Regions from separate parts of the Callithrix jacchus genome. Here region 1 is linked to region 2. A link is a contact called in public Hi-C data. All regions are on one chromosome and are shown on one strand. The core of a region is the stretch at or near the end of the contact, and the rest is flanking DNA. Distances in the headings are between cores, read along the strand shown.

Region 1 (6,826 bases), core at 2,382-4,881, 77 kb after region 2:
GAAAAAGTAAGCCCCACTTGCCCGGGGACTCTGCTGTGTGTAATGAATGAACCTCCACGCCTGGAGAGAAATGCTAGTGAAGGAGTCCTTGAGACAATTCAGAAACTCACCACTCTGGTTATTTTTTGAATTCTGTTGTTGGGATGTGGGACCCTGATTAGGAAAAGCTGCCGGACTTCAGGTCCTAGTGGTCATTCCGTACTTTTTCTTACCAGGAAAAGACAGAAGATGCCTTTGGAGTGAGGGTGTTAGCTGCCAAAAGAATCACATCCCATGGCAGCATCCATGTTGGAAAATACGTCTTATTAGTGGGGTACAGTGGTGTATGCCTTTGGTCCCAGCTACTCCAGAGGCTGAGGCAGGAGGATCACTTGAGCCCAGGAGTGAGCTGTGGCTGAACCTGTGACTATTACTGCACTTAAGCCTGGGCAACATAGCAAGACCCTGTCTCCAACATATATATAATGTCTTACTATTATTTAGGTATGATAAGGCCGACAGATCAGGAGACAACTCTTTGAAGGGATAGTTTGTTATACTCTGATCCCAAGAGGAAGGGGCACTCAACACCATAAAGTGGGGGCCACCTGGGGAAGCACCACGTGGGTCAGGAGGTAGAGGAAGTGAGGGGAAACGTGGCAAGCAGCAGCCTGTATTGTGGTTTTGTGGGGTGCAGGGTAAGCAGGGTTAGGATTGGCTAGAGTGGACGAATCCAGTGTGCCCTGGGCCTAGGGGTTGTCCCTAGTTGTCTGGTGGTTGGTGCTGGGGTGACCAGTACAGGTGGAAAGGCCGGGCACGGTGGCTCACACCTGTAATCCCAGCACTTTAGCAGGGCGAAGGGGGTGGATCACCACAGGTAAGGAGTTTGAGACTAGCCTGGTCACCATGCTAAAATCCCATCTCTACTAAAAATACAAAAATTAGCCAGGCGTGGTGGCATGCGCCTGTAGGCCCAGCTACTTGAGAGGCTGAGGCCGGAGAATTGCTTGAACGCGGGAGGCAGAGATTTCAGTGAGCTGAGATCGGGCCACTGCACTCCAGCCTGGGCGACAGAGACTCCATGTAAAAGAAAGAGACAGGTAGAAAGCAGCCCTGAGTGTAATGGGCCAATAGAGGGGGCACTTGGGGCGTGGGCGCTGCACTGGTTGGCTGGTTGATTTGCATATGAAAGTCAGGCTCCCCGGTGAGTTCTTTGAAATCTCTAGGAATTAGCTAACCCTAGAAGGGACTATACCTCTGGGGTCCACAAGACACTAAAATATCAAAGCATCAGAAAATAAAAGCATGGTTAATACAATCTGAGAAGTCAGGGCTGTCCCAGGTCACCTGCTGGGCTTGGGGTAAAGTCAGCTGTAGCCAAGATGAGTCATGGGAGAAACTGGAAGAGTGGTTAATTCTCTTAATTTACACAGGCTCCTTCCGTCTACCCTTTTCCAGGTTCCTAGCTCGACCCCATGAATTTATTCCACAGCCCATTTCTTTCACTGCCCAAGTTGCTGGGCGTCCAGCAGGTTCAGCCTGCAGCTGAGAGCTCCCCCTGGTGGTGGAGGCCACTCTCTACCAGTGTTTCCATCTAGGATTTGAGAACACTCAAATGGGACAGAGCCTCCTTCCAACTCAAGTTGAAAATAGTCATGAAATAGCTGCTATTTTGGACGTTCAGATAAAATAAAACAAGCAAAAAAGATAAACTAGGTAATGGTTTGAATTGCTTTGGGCATTTTAAAAAACAATTTGAGACAACGTTTTTCTGTCCCCTGGGCTGAAATGCAGTGGCACAATCATAGCTCACTGCAGCCTTGACCTCCTAGGCTCCAGCGATCCTCCCACCCCAGCCTTCTTAGTAGCTGGGACCACATGTGCATACCACCATGCCCAGCTAATTTAAAAAAAGAAAAAAACATTTTAGTAGATATGGGGTCTTGCTGTGTTGCCCAGGCTGGTCTCAAACTACTGGGCTCAAGCAATCCTTCTGCCTTTTTAGTAGAGACAGGGTTGCAGATGCCCAAATCCCCGAGATTATAGACATAAGTCCCCATGCCTGGCTTTTTTGAACATTGTTTAAAAGGCCAAGTGAGGAAAGGACCAAATTATTTTTCCAGAACTGCTTGTGAATGACTGGATGTAGGGTTTGCACCAAGCCGGGGTCCTGCATTGCCGAGAGCTGTTAGCCCCAAGTTCTTTTGTAATTGTGAGATGTCGCTGTAGGTTTACAATCTTTGGAAAGGCCCAAGAAAGATTTCCCCAAAGATCTGATTTTAAAAAAACTGGCCAGGGGCGGTGGTTCACGCTTGTAATCCCAGCACTTTAAGAGGCTAAGGCAGACGAGTCAGGAGGTCAGCAGATCGAGACCATCCTGGCCAACAGGCTGAAACCCTGTCTCTACTAAAAATACAAAAATTAGCTGGGTATGGTGGTGCATGCCTGTAATCCCAGCTAATTGGGATGCTAAGGCAGGAGAATCGCTTGAACCCAGGAGGCAGAGGTTGCAGTGAGCCAAGATCGCGCCACTGCACTCCAGCCCGGCAACAAAGCAAGACTCCGTCTCAAAAAAAAAGAAAAAAGTCAGGATTTTTTTTTAATGGCCTAAATAGAGCTCACTACCCCTCTGTAGTTGCTGTTTACTTCCTGCATGAATTAGGGGTAAGTACTAGGAGAAAGAAAATGAGCTGCCTTGAGCAAAGTTGACTCTTCACAGACTCCGGGTGTAACATGGAAAATAAACCCATCAGTGAAGAGTCATTGCCGTGGTACTTGGAATCCTTAAAACTTGTTTGTGAACAGAGGCAGGTGTGAAAAGAGGTTTTGTTTAGAAATGGTTCCTTGCCGGCCAGCATCTCTGTCTGCTTGAGAATGAAGGCAGTCACTTCAGCTGTGGCCCGCACCTCCTAGACCTGGCAGCCTCTGCAGAGTGCAGGCTCCGAGAGCCCCAGAGCCCTCTTCTTTTTTTTTTTTTGGAGACAGAGTCTCACTGGGAGCCTCACTCCCAGGCTGGAGTGCAGTGGCACAATCTTGCTCACTGCAACCTCTGCCTCTTGGGTTCAAGTGATTCTCCTGCTTCAGCCTCCCAAGTAGCTGGGACTACTTGGGAAAGCACCACCACCCACTACTAATTTTTGTATTTTTAGTGGAGATGGGATTTTACCATATTGGCCAGGCTGGTCGCGAACTCATGATCTCAGGTGATCCCCTGCCGCCTCAGCCTCCTAAAGTGCTGGCGTTACAGGAGTGAGCCACCGTGCCCAGTCCCTTACAGCCCTCTTTTTTTTTGGACAGGAAGAATCTAGGTGTGTTTTCCCCTACTCTAAACTTTGCAAAATTAATGATTACATGATAGAGAAATTAGCTACCCTGTGAAGTCAGAGCCCTGTTCTCATGTTTTTCCCTGTAGTGAGATCACTGAGTCTCTCTGCTGAAGCCGGGGTGCCGATGAGCAGGTACAAGTGTGGTCAGGGCCTGTTGGTAGGTGTGTGGGGTCAGCCCTGCGTGGCTGTGCTGCATGCTGGGAAGGGCTCCCGCAAGGAAAGGCTAGCGCACTGAGACCTGCTGAAAAGGCAGCTGGGGCTTCACGCTGTAGAAACAAAAGTGCAAGGCCCTGACGCAACCAGATTTGTCACTTTACCGAGGAGCCTATCAGAAATCAGCTGACATCATCACAGCTAAAATACTCCACCAGCTGTGTTTGCCACAAGTGACAGGTTCAGAGTCAGCGGAGACTGAGAGAGAGAACAAGAGAGGGGGAGTTGGAAGGCAGAGAGAGAGCTCATCTCTGGACTTAATTGAGATTCCAAAGGCTGCATCCTTCTCTCCGTCCGCAGTGCTCCAGGAGGGGTTTTCTCCCCAAGCCTGAAGGACCTTCCAGGGCTTCTCAACTGGTTAGGCATCGCTGACAGCCACCCACAGAGAAATCCAGAAATGTGCGAATTGTTGAGCTTAATAAGCAAAATCACAAATTTGATTGGGGAAGTTGTGGAAGAAGAGATGGTTTTCTACAAAACAGATGGCATGGTGACTCGAGGCATAAATCCTACATGAACAGAGTCCTGAGGATGACTGACCTCGTAAGACCCCCCAGCATAACACTACCAGGGAAAACAGTGTCAGATGGTGGGGTGGTGAGACACCCAGGTGTGCGGCCACTTCACCTCTCTGAGCTGCAGCTCTCTCCTCTCTAAACCAGGCAAATGAGTTTTGGTTTTCTGTGGGGTTTATTTTGTTTGCTTGTTTTGAGACAGGGTCTTGCCCTGCCGCCCACGCTGAAGTGCAGTGGTGGAATCATTGGCCCACTGCAGCCTCAACCTCACGGACTCAATCGATCCTCCCGCCTCAGCCTCCCCCAGTAGCTGGGACTACGGGTGCTTGCCACTACATCCAACTAATTTACTGTATTTTTTGTAGAGACAGCATTTTGCTCTCTTGCCCAGGCTGGTCTGGAACTCCTGGGCTCAAGCAATCCACTCACCTCGGTCTCCCAAAGTGCTGTGATTACAGGCATGAGCCACGGCTCCCGGCCACATGTGATTCTTTATAGGAGATAATATCTTTAGACTCCTCTGTGGTTTTAATGCTTCACTTTTATACTTTCCATAATAGCACAGCCCCTGTAAAAATTATTAGTGTCAGTTAACCAAAAACCAAGAAGGGCGTTAGGATGGACACGTACTGACCTCATGCTGCGCGGTGCATAGACCTCGTGGGAACTAAGGCCATCTCTTATAAAACTGAGGGGTGTGGAGTTTGGGGATTATTTTTAAGGAGCTGAATTCCTCATTAAGATTGTGGAAAGATGCCTCCAGCATTGTCCCAGCCAACGTTCCAGATGAGGCAGTGCAGGATAAAAATGCTTTTTCATGTTTGCCACTGTCTCTGTGGCACTGCCCTGCCCGGCGCAGCATTTCTCTGCACCAGCAAAGCATCTCTGCCTCCCCGAGGCCCCCACGCAGCTGCTGCAGGAGGAAAGGGGAGAGCCAGGTGTCAGGCATTGTTATTGCATGCACCCAAGGAAGGCTCCTTCCTCCTCATTGGAGGGTGACAGAACGTTCCCCAGCCCAAAAGAGAGTTGCTGCTTTGCCCTGCCTTGATTCTGGTTGAGAGCCCCAAAGGATGACAGAATCACTTCCCTTGAGTCCCACTGCCAAATATAATCCACTTAATATTATTCATAAGTCTGTGGCGCATCCCAGATGGGACCCCGAGGCGAGAGCATCAACGTGGGAGCCAGTGCCACTCAAAAGAAGGATGGGGCTTCGCGCCTCCTCCTTGGGTAGAAGTAGGTTAGCTGCTTGGAAAATGCAGGACCTGACAACGGAGAAATCTGAGTCTGAAGGTATCCTTCACCCATCAGTAGCTCTGGGACCTTGAGAAAGGTAGTTTTCCCTTCCCTGCTTCAACTTAGATGGCTCTGGCCCTGAGAAAATTATTCACAGCTGAAAAATAAATAAAAGGCCGTGTGTTCTAAAAAAGAGTTTATGAAAGGAGAGGCAGCTGATGAAAGCCTAGAAAGAAGGCTGAACTTGGCTGGTACAGTGGCTCACACCTGCAATCCCAGCACTTTGGGAGGCTGAGGCGGGCGGATCACAAGCTCAGGAGATCGAGATCACCCTGGCTAACACGGTGAAACCTTGTCTCTACTAAATAATTAAAAAATATTAGCCAGGCATGGTGGCCCACACCTATAGTCCCAGCTACTCAGAAGGCTGAGGCAGGAGAATTGCCTGAACCCAGGAGCCAGAGGTTATGGTGAGCCAAGATCGTGCCACTGCACTCCAGCCTGGGCAACAGAGTGAGACTCCATCTCAAAAAAGAAGGAAAGAAGGCTGAACTTTTCCAATGAGCACAGTAAGCCTGTAATTTTTACCCTGCTTGTAATCCTCAGGGTGGAGTCCTGCGAGTGGCTGAGGAGAGCACCCTCGTGCTGTTCCCGTTTGTAAGGCTAAATGACGCCATGCCAGCCTGTGTGTGCACATCAATCCGTATTTGCGAGCATGGGCTGGACATGAGGGTTGGACGCATGGGTGCTCCAGCCCTCCAGATCAGTAAGACAAGTGATGCAAAAACAAGGGCGCCTGGGTGGCTCTTCTGCAAGAGGTTGTTAGCAACGTACCCACTGGGACAGCCGTGCCCAGGATGACCCCACCTGGGGATCCTGTGGCTTCCATCTGGCCGTGTCCTCTCTTATCCCATCCTTCTGTCTCACCCTCCCTCGCTTCAGCTTCTCTGAAGAGTGCACAGCATTTGCTCAGTGGAGTTGTAAAATGTATTGGTAAAGTGCTCTGGGCTGACACCTTCCTTTGCTTCTTTCTTAAATGCCAGGCTCTGCGTGTTATTAGGGCCGTCTGTCGCTTCCCAGCGCCTCCCGAGGTGACTGCTTCCCTGACTTGGTGTCTGCTTACTATTCAGTGCCATTTCCTCCTCCCAACTGTCCCGGCGTGGGTGTCAGTGTGCCTGTGTGCCTGCTTGTACGGCAGTTGTTATCATGATGTACTTAACTGTGTGTCTACTGATGGCTTTCCTTTCATTCTAGTATTTTCTAGTTTGACTGCTGTGGGCTGTGAGTAGCATTATGCATTGAATGGATTAGCAGGTGCCTAAAAATAGCCAAGGCCCTCATGCAAGTGGTACATGAGGCTGTAGAGTCAGTTCCTTTGCAGCCAAGGCAGACCCACTTGCCAACCTTGAATATGCGGAGCTGGTGGCAATGAATCCTAATGTGTCAAAAAAAAAAAAAAAATAGATAGTTGGTGAGTGCCCTGTGTGCAGAGCCCAGCGCTGGGCTTGTGCTGCAGTTCTTGGTAATATACACCTCCCATCTGTTCCGATGCTGGAA
Region 2 (6,122 bases), core at 896-3,395:
TGTGGCTTCAAAGCAAGTCTTGCCAGCCCTCGCTGCAACCAGACTGTCCCTGGTCTAAACAAGCGCCTCCCATGTAGACCTGGAAAGCCACTTCTAGATTTCAGGGATGAATTTTAAAAAATTAAGGGGGTACCAGCCTATGTATGTCAACTCTTTCTTTTAATGTAAGAACACTGGACACTTTAAAATAAATTTTCCGATCTTTTTTAAACGGAAAGGATATTTTAACATCCCCAAAGTGAGAATAATCTATCAGAATGAATCCTAGAAATGTAGTATTATCATACATTTACTGTGTTGTTGTCTTTATTTTTCTTCATTTCCCTGGACTGGCCCTGGTTCTCAGACCAGCATGTGGGAACTACTGGGTTGGAGTGCTCACAGTAAAAATGGCCAAAAAATACACCATGACCTTCTTTGAGCTTTTCTCTGGCTTATAATTCTTGAAGCTTTTTCTAGTGCCAAATACTTCTCCCTCCCTCCCTCTTCTAGACTGTAAGCTCATTGAGAACAAGGACAATATGGTAATCATCTTAATGTGTTTAGCACAGAGTCAGGTATGAAAGAGACACATTAGTATTCATTGAACACATCAATGTTCTGAAGGGGAGGGTGGTGGTTGCCGTTGTAGAAAAGGTTCAGGAACCAGGAATTTTGGGGTAAGATGTCATCCACGTGGTCACTGAAGAATTCCACGGTTGGGTTGAGGTCAAATAGGAATGCCATGACCCAGGTACCTAGAACCAGCTTGAAAACTGGTACCTTGCAATAATAAATGGAAGCCAATGACCATGTGGTCTGGGCATGGCCACGTGGTCAGAAAAGAAGGAATTTTCGAATGAGGATAGAGGAGGTAGCCATGGAGGCCTGCACAGGGGTTTGCTGTAGGAGAAACAGGGGTCTGTGCAGTGAGCCAAGGTTAAAGTCTGGGTTGGAGAGAATGTTCTGAGAAAAGGCTGAAGCAAGAGGAGAGCTACTTTTTACTAGATCTGTGTAATCAGAGGGCAGAGTGGAAATAATTACTACTGAGTGAGTAGAAGGGCAAACAGACCTAAGGTGAAAGACGTCTACCTGGGGCTTCTGAAAGTTTTAAGCGTCTAGGAAGCCCCCAGCGTTCTGGTGGAAGTGCGTGTTCTGGTTCTGTCGATCTTTGTGGGACCTGAGATTCTGCATGTCCCACAAGGTCCCTGGCGATGTCGATGCTGCTGGGCTCTGGACCATGGTGAGGCAAACGTTTAGGTCAAGGAAACAAGCATGTTCAGAGGATGTCCTCCAGGAGCCCAGGCAACAGTTAGAAGGTCAATGGAAAATTCTCTGGCTGCAGCTGATCTTTTCTGCTTCCCTTTAGAGCAGGGAATCTCAACAGAACTATTGACATTTGGGGCCCAGATCATCCTATTTGGGGAAGCGGGGAGAAGGAGACAGGTGCAGGTGTCCTGGGCACTGTAGGAGGTTTTGCAGCATTCCTGGCCTCTGTGCACTGGATGCTGGTAGCACCCGGCAGTTGTGATGATCCAAAATATCCTCAGACACTGCCAGGTGTCCCTTGCAGAACACAATTGCTTCTGGTTGAGAGCCAAAGGGTTAGAAGGAGAATTACGTGGCTCCCCTCCCCGCCTGCTACCACCTCCACCTCTTGTCTTCTAGAACCATGAGGCAGAAATGACTTAACTGTGATATGCTTGGAACACGACACACCTTGCACTGTTTCCATCTTTAGGAATGCTAAGAAAGTGTTTGGCTTTATTTGACAGCCTGATTGCCTTAAGGTGTCCTCCACACAGACCAGTGAGTGCCTTGGCCCTATTTGCTGACAGTTTTAATAGAACAGCAGGGAGAAAGATCTTTCCAAGAAACTGTTGGCTACGTAGCCTAACATCATTTTAAGTCATCACCATACACCCAGCAAAGCTCCGAGATAAAATGGAAACTCCGTCGTCTCTTCCCTGGGTGACAGTGTTGGTAATTCGCTAGTGACCTCTAAGAATTTCTCTGTATGCATTCACTGCCACATTTAACTTTGGTTACACAACTTTCCAAAAAGCTTTCCAGCCACAAGGTCAGTCTGTTGACAGTCTCAAAAATCCTGACAAAGGGACAGATGGGTTTAGTTTTTGCCATTGTGATGGTTATTTCTGCTTAATGTGTTGAGAAAACATCGGAAGGTTTTAACACTGGCTAGAGTCCTGAGACGGAGGCCTTTTTAATGGAACTGCATGTCATTGTCCCCTCCGTGTGGAGGGCCTGAAGACCTGTGTTGTACAGTCGGTTCAGCTTGCTCTGAAAGCCAAAGAAAACCTACCTCCAACAGGATTTAGTCTCAAGCTAGAACAAAAATGTACATCATGTTGAAAAGTCTTCTCCAAGTGCTACAATTCATAAGCAGTGTTATGTTTTTACTGGAAAAGCTTGCCATCTAGCCAAGCATTCTTCACATTTTTCCCAGGATTTAGTCATAAAATCATTTCAGACATATTGCAAGGATAAGATGTGTACATATCTGATAAAGGGCAGGGATGTTTTTTCTTCTTTTTTGCTGTGTAACTCCTGGAGGAGGCAAAAAACAAACTAGACACACACATACTCACAAAACTCATGTATGTGTGATGCGTATGTGTATAGAGAGAATGCACACATGTTCATATATATACACACGTGTGTAAATGTAGTTTGTTTTCCCCCTCATGGAGTGTGTGTGTGTGTGTGTGTGTGTGTGTAAATGCTACACACATAAACATATATATTTATTTTCACTGTTAAGGATAGGAACCTGGCTTCTTTATTCACTGTTACTTCTATTTGGATTTAAATTACATGCCTCTGGCTTTTCCTTGGGTTTGAATAACTGAGATACAAAGTATAAAACACTTCCTAATGATGGGCACATGCCTAGGCCATCTTTAGGAATTCAGGTGGAAGTGTGTTTGGGTTTGATTTATCTAAGACATTGCAGTGGGGATGTAATTTCTGCCTGTAAGCAGGAAGGGAGCTTGGCTGTGGGAGTTGGTATTGAAAAACGTAATCGTGTGTGCCTCAAAGTTGGCTGCATTACTAACTGAGGGAAGGAGAGAGAAGTGAACCCAGATGCTGATCTTTTGAAAAAAAAAATCCCATTTAGAGACGGATTGGCGTAAAAGCAATACCCTGTGGTAGAGTCTGAAGAATACAAGACTTGAATGTCTGGCTTTGAGTCCTGTCTATGCAACTTGTTAGATATGCAGCCTTGGACAGATCACCTAACCCCACCTGTCAAACAGGGACAGCGAAACTCACCATAGCAATGGTTGCAAGGAGTGAATGAGACAATTTATCAAATTCTGTGGACATGATGAAGGATGATACAAATATCCAGTGGTGTTTTTTTCTTGAAGATAGTGTTCTTGTGTGAGTTTTTGCCAACCCATTTACAATTATTTTTCTGAGTCAGACTGATTTCAGTAGCAGAAAATAGAGGTAGTAAATCAGCAATGGATTGATTGGAAAGTCTGGACAGTAATGATTTGGGGGCATATGGCTTGGTGGCATGTACTTGCACATGTAATTATAGGAAGTTGACTAGTCCTACTGTTCTCCCCTCGTTCTGTTTCACTTAAGGAAAACTTAAAATAGATACCAGTAGTGTGCTGCTAAAAGTTTGGCTACTGGTGGCCGGGCATGGTGGCTTATGCCTATAATCCTGGCACTGTGGGAGGCTGAGGCGAGCAGATCACCTGAGGTCAGGAGTTTGAGACCAGCCTGGCCAGTATGGTGAAACCCCATCTCTACTAACAATATAAAAATTAGCCAGGCATGGTGGTAGGCACCTGTAATCCCAGCTTACTCAGGAGGCTGAGGCAGGAGAATCACTTGAACCCAGGAGGGGGAGGTTGCAATGAGCCAAGATCATGCCATTGTACTCCAGCCTGGGGGCCAGAGAGAGACTCCATCTCAAAAAAAGAAAGTTTAGCTACTGGCTCAGGAATCACAGGACTTCTGATTTGCAGCATTTGCTGATTTCTATAATATAAATACTCTCACTGTGACTAATCTCAAACTACCACTGTGACATTACCAACCATGAGATTACAAAGAGATGTGTGGTAGCACACCATCGTACAGGACAGTCATGCATCACTTAATCATGGGAATGCATTCTGAGAAGTGGATCCTTACATTGTCCTTGTACAAATATCACAGAGCGTGTTTACAGAAAACTAGAAGGTAGAGTCTGCTACGCATCTCAGCTATATGGTGCAGCCTGTTGCTCCCAGGATACAAACTTGGACATTGCGTTACAATTGCCTATAACACTCAGCACCTTACTGTGCTGAATATGTAGGCAATTGTAACACAATGGTAAGTATTTGTTCATCTAAACATAGAATAGGTACAGTAAAAATGCAGTAGAAAAGATTTAAGAAGGGCACACCTAGGACACTTCCCATGAATGGCGCTTGCAGGACTGGAAGCCGCTGTGTGTGACAGTGAGTTGTGCTGAGTGAACGGGAAGGTCCAGGACATCACTGTAACTACTGGAGATTCGATAAACACTGCACACGTAGGCTACACTAAGTTTGCTTTTTAAATTGTTCCTTCTTTGATAATAAATTCACTACTCTCATCTTACTTTTTTACTTTCTAAACTTTTTAATTTTAAAAAACTTTTTGATACTTCCATAATAACATTTAGCTTAAAATACAAACACATTGTACAGCTGAACAAAAATATTTTCTTTCTTTATATGTTTATTCTGTAAGCTTCTTTTTGCAGAAACTGAGTCTCACTATGTTGCCCAGGCTGGTCTCAAACACCCGAGCTTGAGCTGTCCTCCTGCCTCCCAAAATGCTGGGATTACAGGTGTGCACCACTACACCCACTTTATAAGCTCTTTCCTACTAAAAAAGTTGTTTTTTTTTTTTAAGTTTCCTGTTGAAAACCTAAGCCCCCCCACACACACATTAGCCTAGCCCTCCGCAGGGTCATGGTGGTCAGTATCTCTGCCTTCCACCTCTACGTCTGCATCATCCATAAGGTCTTCAGAGGCAACACCGTGAATGGAGCCATCATCTGCAGTGATAACCGTGCCTCCTTCTGGAACACTTCCAGAAGGAACTGACTGAAGCTGTTTACAGTTAACTTTTTAAAGGTACAGAGAGTCCACTCTCAAATAACCATAAAAAGTGTAGTATTGTAAATACACAAACCAGTTACACAGTCATTCATTTTCACTATCAAGCATTATGTACTATGCATTATTGCACGTGCTATACTGTCAGTAGGCACATGCAATTATAGGACTGTCAGTGCAGGAGGTTTATTTATAGCAGCATGACCACAAATATATGATAACATATTGCACTGTTACATTAGACAACTACGGTGTCAGCAGGCGATAGAAATTTTTCAGCTCCATTATAATCTTATGTGACCACTGCCACATATTCAATCCGTGGTTGACCCAAATGTTGTTATGCGGTGCACGACTTTATATCCACCATACAAATAGACGGCATTAACCTCAGTCATACAGATCATAGTAAACTCGAGTAAAATAATGAAAATGATGATGAGTTTTTAATATAATTTATGAAACCATAAGTTTATATAAATTAATTTTTAACATTGGCTATGTTGAACGCTTGGTTCTCAAGTTTAACTGTCAGCTCTCACTGACCTGGCTCTGATATGCTACTGTTTCTCCTTGGCTGTGTTACAGTACAAAATTGTACCATGAATTGGCAGGTTCAGGACCATCTTGAACCATCCTGGTTCATCCAGGACCAGCGTGGAAAATTCTCTATCACATATCCCTTTGGCTAACAGAATTAGTATTGAAAAATTGTTTATGGATCCAGTTATTGGGGCTAGTATTCAACTTTTTAGTTACTTGAAAGATAGGACTTAAACAGAGCTGAATTTTATAGAGGCTTTTATTCTCTTCTTTGGTTCTTAAGGAAAGACTCTAGAAAGCTAACAAGAGGAATTTAAATGTTCTCACAACAAAGAACTGATGAAGGTCTGGAGTGAGAAATATACTAATTACCCTGAATTGATCATTACATGATACATACATGTATTGAAACATCACACTCTAGCCCATAAATATAAAAAATGATTAGATGTAGACCGGGCGCAGTGGCTC

Evidence for each region. A called contact is a pair of places that touch in the nucleus more often than the background predicts.
Region 1: a contact with region 2 is called in a Hi-C map of skeletal muscle, with 2.5 times the contacts expected there. The contact joins two enhancer-like sites. A contact is called at or near these places in 2 of 3 Hi-C or Micro-C datasets (both in skeletal muscle).

Annotation. Positions count from the first base shown.
Region 1 is chr4:14,351,045-14,357,870 of calJac240_pri, forward strand. All of the region lies in intron 7 of ATXN1 (ataxin 1), which reads left to right. Among named protein-coding and RNA genes, the nearest start is that of GMPR, 170 kb to the right of the region's middle. Within about 2 kb of position 3,632, at least 3 of the 16 cell types and tissues checked have an H3K27ac peak or open chromatin away from gene starts, as enhancers often do. A contact at or near this core is called in skeletal muscle, where this site is marked.
Region 2 is chr4:14,275,921-14,282,042 of calJac240_pri, forward strand. The region is part of intron 6 of ATXN1 (ataxin 1); the gene reads left to right. All of the region lies in intron 7 of LOC144576580 (a long non-coding RNA gene), which reads left to right. Among named protein-coding and RNA genes, the nearest start is that of GMPR, 240 kb to the right of the region's middle. Within about 2 kb of position 2,146, at least 3 of the 16 cell types and tissues checked have an H3K27ac peak or open chromatin away from gene starts, as enhancers often do. A contact at or near this core is called in skeletal muscle, where this site is marked.